Linked DNA regions of Mus musculus: region 1 is linked to region 2. Evidence: chromatin contacts called from public promoter capture Hi-C data. All regions are on one chromosome and are shown on one strand. The core of a region is the stretch at or near the end of the contact, and the rest is flanking DNA. Distances in the headings are between cores, read along the strand shown.

The links. Capture Hi-C pulls out chosen DNA fragments and counts their contacts.
Region 1: a promoter capture Hi-C map of pancreatic islet shows a contact between it and region 2. The contact joins two enhancer-like sites. A contact is called at or near these places in 1 of 484 Hi-C or Micro-C datasets (nephron progenitors), 1 of 115 datasets of contacts at active chromatin or transcription factors (kidney) and 3 of 9 other capture datasets (adipose tissue, embryonic stem cells and pancreatic islet).

Annotation. Positions count from the first base shown.
Region 1 is chr6:142,280,575-142,283,903 of GRCm38.p6, forward strand. All of the region lies in intron 1 of Slco1a5 (solute carrier organic anion transporter family, member 1a5), which reads right to left. Among named protein-coding and RNA genes, the nearest start is that of Iapp, 16 kb to the right of the region's middle. Within about 2 kb of position 1,562, at least 3 of the 459 cell types and tissues checked have an H3K27ac peak or open chromatin away from gene starts, as enhancers often do. A contact at or near this core is called in pancreatic islet, where this site is marked.
Region 2 is chr6:142,190,677-142,193,919 of GRCm38.p6, forward strand. No RefSeq gene overlaps it. Among named protein-coding and RNA genes, the nearest start is that of Slco1a6, 31 kb to the left of the region's middle. Within about 2 kb of position 1,530, at least 21 of the 459 cell types and tissues checked have an H3K27ac peak or open chromatin away from gene starts, as enhancers often do. A contact at or near this core is called in pancreatic islet, where this site is marked.

The DNA.
Region 1 (3,329 bases), core at 312-2,811, 90 kb after region 2:
TGTGGTGTGTGCTTTTCAGTTGAGTGGCTAACACACAATAAATGTCTAAAAGAGTCTTTGCTCCTGAAGGACTGTTGCTACACTGGAAAGACAGCTCTGATCTCATTTAGAGAACACATTATTTTGATAAAGTTGGATACCATGGGAGATTATAGATAACAGAAAATAAATGTCAACCTGACATATGCTTTACAAATTTCATGCATTATTCTGGAAACTTTTGTCATACTCGTGCATTAAATTCTCCTAAAGTCCTATGACTTGAATACTGTCACTTAATTTTAAAGATATATGTTTTAAAGGACAAAGGCATTCAACAGCTGCCTGATGTCACATAGATCATAATGGCAAAGCCAATATTTAGCTCTGGAGACTCTTACCAATGGCAGCAACCTGACCCTTCTCAGGTGCAAGTGTCTATGTGTACGTCCTAAGCCAAAATCTTCTAAATGGGTTTACAGTTAATTTAATTTTAATTCTCCTTTGGAAATTTCTATGTTGCATTCTATAAATATCACTGGTGATTTTTATTTCTGGTTAAGAATAGTGGCTAAGCTAGAGAACTACTACTTGAGAGCCCTTCTCCTTGGTCACAGGACTGAGCATGGGACTCTAGCACAGACAACAGGTAGCTCAAATCCTTTCAACTCCAGCAAGGGATGCGGAAATTCTGCTTCTGGCTTCCAAGGGTGCACACAACACGCACACACACACACACACACACACACACACACACACACACACACACACACGTTCACCGACAAATAAATAGGAGGAAACCTTTTAAATAAAAGATGAAGGGTACACAAGCCTATAATCCCAGCTTGAACACTACAGAGGAAGAGGCAGGATAGTTTGTTTGTTTGTTTTTATTATTATTATTGTTATTGTTATTATTAGATGTTTTCTTCATTTACATTTCAAATGCTAACTCCTTTCCTAGTTTCATCTCCAAAAAGCCCCTACCCCCTCCCCCAGCCCCTGCTAGTTCAGAGTGAGCCTAGTCTTCCCAGTGTACTCGATGCTAAGATGCAGAAGGTGAGCCTGCCTCAAAGGAAAAAAATTAAGACAGTTGGAAAATTAGTGTTACTATAATTTACTTGACTCTTTAATATTAGCAAGAATACTATGTACTTCTGAGCAAGATTAATGTATGTTAACTCTTTTTGCTAATTATTATCTTTGATTTCACCCAGGGCATGTGTCAAGTCTCCTTATTTGCTCTGCTCATATGATTTTATCATAGATTTGAGCTTAATGAGTCAGTTGAAGGCCTTACTAAGTCTCAACCCAGAGCCACTGAATGACCAAATGGTTCCCTGAGACACTGGACAGAATGTCCTGCCGCCTGCATATATTAGATGTCAGAGCTTATAGTTCAGGCTTCTATGTGGATGATGGAAAACATCACATATTCACATCGTGGGGAACATCTGGAGGCTCTGAATAAACACTGGGGATAATCAGAGACTGGTTTCATCAGACATGTGTATATATAACTTGACATTCATCAGCATCATGCTTCGGGTCATTAGACAACTTTCCGTGTTCATTTGTGGCCATGTGCCTTCGTGTTTGCGTGTCTCATGGACTATTGGACAAAGAGGGCATGCTTGAGGAACACTGGTATTAGCTAGAACATCTGGAGCTTAAGAAAAATAGTCTGATAAATTGCTTTCTCCTGATGCTCATGAGGCAGAGAAAGGGAGGGAACCTGGGTGGTAAAGGGAGGGAAAAGGAGGAACACGATCAGGGAAAGGGGGACAAGAGAGAAGCCCAGAGGGCCAAGAGAATGAATGGAAATAAGCAGCATGGGGGACCCTCTAGAAAGTACCAGAGACTCAGGAGGTGAAAGATTCTAAGGACACAGTGGGGGTGACTTTAGCCAAAATGCCCAACATTGAGGAGAGAGAATTTGAAGAGCCCACCTCCAGTGGATAGACAGGACCTCAAGCTGAGGGACAGAGTTATTAACTTGCAGTCAAAATTGCTGACCCAGAACTGTTCCTGTCTAAAAGAACTGCAGGGACAAAAATAGAGAAGAGACTGAAGGAAAGGAGGTCCAATGGCCAACCCCACTTGAGATCCATATCATGGGAGGGAACCAAGCCTGATGCTATTACTGATGCTATGGTGTACTGTGGAGGGCACAGCAGTTCCCTGAGAAGTTCTACCAGCAGCTGACTGAGATGGAAGCAGATATTTACACACAACCATTGAACTGAAGTCTGGGACCCCTGTGGTTGAATTATGGGAAGGATTGAAGAAGCTGAAGGGCAAAGCAACCCCATAGGAAGACCAGCAGTCTCAACTTACCCGCTACCTAGGGAGTTCCTAGAGACTGAGACACCAACCAGGAGCATACATGGGCCAGTCCAATGCCCCTGGCACAAACACAAGAGAGATCTACCTGGTCAGGCCTTAGTGGGAGAGACTAAGAGACTTGAGACTTGAGGCCCCAGGGAAGGGGGAGATTGGGGTGGGGAGCACCGTCTCGGAGGCATGGGGGAGGAGGAATGGGATGAGAAACTGTGGGGGAGGGACCAAGAGGGAGGGCAATGACAAGAAAGTAAATAAATCAAATAATAAAAACTGAAAAAAATTTTTCATTTTTTTATTAGAAATTTTAATCTAGTACCTCAAATTAGACTGTTTTATGGTTCAGAAATCAGTATTTGGAAAGAAATTGTATATACCTAGGAATTTCAGACTTGGAGAAATATCTGCAAATAAAGATATAAAAACCTATTCTCTTATCTCCTCAAAATTAAAGAAAGTTAACATTGTAAAAATTTATTGATTGTTAATAAGCATCTGTGGATTTGAAATTTGAAACATTATGAAACCAGCTTTTTCTGATTTTAACAGCTTAACATATATAATGAATGCCAAGCTACAACTTGCTATCTTTGAATTTAACAAGTCATTTTCACACACAATGTTATTTGACTACAAAAGTGCTTATCATTCATTAAGTAACATCATATTTAAGAAAGAAGACATTTGTTTGTAGTAATTATTGCTGGATATCATTATCTCTACATTATCCTAAACAAAACACATTAGGTGGGGTCACCTATTTAAAAACAATCATTTTAGACATTAGTCAAAAAATATCAGTAACAGTAAACTTTGGGGGGTGAAACTATATAAGAAAGAAAAGGCGGGGATGTGGAGAAAGAGGAGCACTCCTCCATTGTTGGTGGGATTGGAAGCTTGTACAACCACTCTGGAAATCAGTCTGGCGGTTCCTCAGAAAATTGGACATAGTACTACTGGAGGATCCTGCAATACCTCTTCTGGGCATATATCCAGATGTTCCAACTGGT
Region 2 (3,243 bases), core at 280-2,779:
AGTAGGTAGGGACTCTTCCAGTAAGGCTCGAAGGTCTGGGCATGATGCGGGGGCATGTATATCATATCTCAGACTGGAACTAATGGGATGGCTTTGGAGTAACCAGCTTGTTTGCTGTAGCCAGTTGTGACCAGACTTTCTTTTGCACCACATGCAAGCCTTTTAACTTAGCATACAGATCATTATTACAACATGTGGGTTTAAACACATCATTTAAGACAGTGAGAGTAAGACTGAATCAAGAGGGAGTATTTTCTGGTTCTAAATAGGGCAAGGGGAAGGAGCGCTACCCAGTCTGCCCCAGTCTCCATGGTCAATTTTGTCAAGGGTTCTTTAAGGGTTCTATTTATTTTTTCTACCTGTCCTGTACTCTGAGATCTGTATACACAATGTAATTTTCATTCGACCTCTAAATACTTGGCCACGCCCCGACTTACCTAGGCAACAAAGGCAGGGCCATTATCTGATCCTATTGCTTTTGGCACTCCAAACCTTGGGAAAAAAATGTCTTCAATAATCTTCTTGACAACCATCTGAGTAGTCTCATTTTTACAGGAAAAAGCTTCTACCCATCTCGAGAATGTACCCACAAAAGCCAGAAGGTATTTATACCCATATTTTCCTCCGTAAATCTACCTGCCAGTAGACGCCAGGTAGGTCTCCCCGGTACCTCTTCCCTAGATCCACCGTGGTGGGGCAGACATTGACTTTTTGGCAGGGAACACACTTGTGTACCTCCTGCTCCACAAGGTGTTTTAACCCTGGTACATGGTACTTAGTCTGGTGGTGCTTCCTTACCCATAGATGAGTCCACCGGTGCATCTGTTTGATCATAGCCTCTGCTTTTCTTTGTGGCAGGATTTTCTTTCCCCCCGGAGGTGTGCCACAGTCTCATCTTTTTGTTGAACTGGTGATGTAATCTTTGGAAATGAGGGCTAAGTCTTCCCCTATGTAGGTAACCTGGGTCTCTGTTGCCAGGAGCACCAGCAGAGCCATGGCTGTAACCACTCATAACTCTCAGTATGTCGTGTTGTTCCCTTGCTATCACAGTATACCTCTTCCAGTGACTAGGACAGTGGATGATGTTTACCTTGGCAGGGTCATGGAGGCCCTTAGTAGAGCCAGTATTTGCTCTTTGTTTTTAATTTCTTTTCCTCTCAATGTCAATAGACTCCTCTGTTAATATATGGTCCCATGGACGTGAGCAGTGGCAAAAGCATACCTGCTATCTGTGTAGATGTTGAGTCTTTTTCCTTTTCTTAATTCTGAGGCCTTAGTGTGGGCATCAATTTTGCCTTTTGAGCCAACGTGTCCTCTGGTAGGGCCTGTGTTTAGGTAACTTGGTGTCTGTTTACCACAGTTGTTTCCTTCTGTGAACCAGGTAACATCAGTGCACTTTAGTGGCTGGCCTGTCAGATCTTCATGCCTCTCATGTGCCTCTGCAAGAACTTGCTGACAGTCTGGATCTGGGAGCAGGTTAGCTGAGTTCAGACTTGCTGGGGGGTAAAAGTGACTGTTGGAGTTGAGCAACAGATTCTGGTAATGTGTCATGAGAGCATTAGTCAGCCATCAATCAGGGGGCTGAACCATACTTTCTAAGGTGTGAGGCACTGAGATCACCAAGTTTTGTCCCAGAGTCAATTTATCTGCATCCTTGACTAGCAAGCCACAGCTGCCACCATGTGTAGGCAAGCAGGCCATCCTACAGCTACAGAGTCTAATTTCTTAGATAAGTATGCCACAGGTCTTTTCCAGGGCCCCAATCTCTGAGTAAGAACCCCTTTGTCAATATCTTTGTTCTCAGTAATGAACAGGTGGTAGGGCTTAGTGTCATTCGGAGGCCCAAAGCTGGAGCCAACATTAGGGCAGTCTCAATGGTGTCAAATGCTTGTTGTTCTTTATTTCCCAATGCAAAGGACTGTTTATCCCTTGTGAGGGGATAAGGCAGTGCTGCTAATTCAGCAAAACCTGGAATCCACAATCTATAAAAGACCTTAGTGCCCAGGAACTCTCTAACTTGACTTCAACTGGTCGGTGGGGGAATATGAAACACATTCTCTTTTCTAGCTTTAGAGGGCCACCATTGTCCCCTTCTTCTTTTCTTCTTCTTCTTCTTCTTCTTCTTCTTCTTCTTCTTCTTCTTCTTCTTCTTCTTCTTCTTCTTCTTCTTCATCATCTTCTCCTCCTCCTCCTCCTCCTTCTCCTTCTTCTTCCTCTTCTTCCTCTTCCTCTTCTTCTTTCTTCTTCTTTCTTCTTTCTTCTTCCTCCTCCTCCTCCTCCTTCTTCTTTACCCAGTATCCTTTCTCTTTACAGTAAACACAATGATCTTTATCCAAAGGCTCTCTTCTATTGTCAGGTACTATCTTACTAGATTCTTGCAGGTCTCTAGCTTCCCTGAATACTGTGGCCAGTATTTTATGCAAGTTTCTCTCATCTCATCCTTTTTTAATTCCCTGGCTTCCTGTTCCTTAAGTGCTAGCATTATCAGCATGTGCCACCTTCCCAGGCTCTAGTCTTTCTTATTTACCTCTCTTTGCACATGTCTTCCTGATTGTAATGAAGATCTCATATAATGTTCTCTCTCTCCATATATATATATGGAGAGAGAGAGAGAGAGAGAGAGAGAGAGAGAGAGAGAGAGAGAGAGTATACATACATACATACAACTTTTTGTTCCTCCGTTTTTTGTCTTTGCTTCTTTTGGATGTTATCCAATTGTCAAGTCCCCATCTCGTCACTCATCCTCTCCCATAGTTTGCCTCTGCCCTGGTTTATCCTTCTGTATTACTGCACATCTCTGAATCTGACTCTGGTCTCTGTCTTTGTCAGCCTGTCCCTGTTTCTCACCACTTGTGCTTTGTCTTTATGCCCATCTTGTTTCCTATTTCTATATAGCAACCCTTCCTTTTGCCTGTCTCTCCTATCTCAGACCTCTATCTAATCCCTTTCATCTCTATTTTCACTTCTCACTGTTAATCTCTTCATTTGCCATTGTCATCCATCTCTCCTGAGTCTGCAGAAACTTTGCTCTTTTTTCTAGTCTTAGCTCACTTCTTTCCAGACCTCTATCTGTACACATCTGTCTTCCTTCTCCTTCCTTCCTTAGTTTCTCCTCCTCTGTACCTTCTTATCGACCTGCAGAACTCTTTCACCGACTTACCCTGTCTTTCCTTCTAACTTCTGTTTCTACCTGTTACCTTGGCCAGATTGGTGGAGCACTTTCCAACCCCACAGAGATGAGAC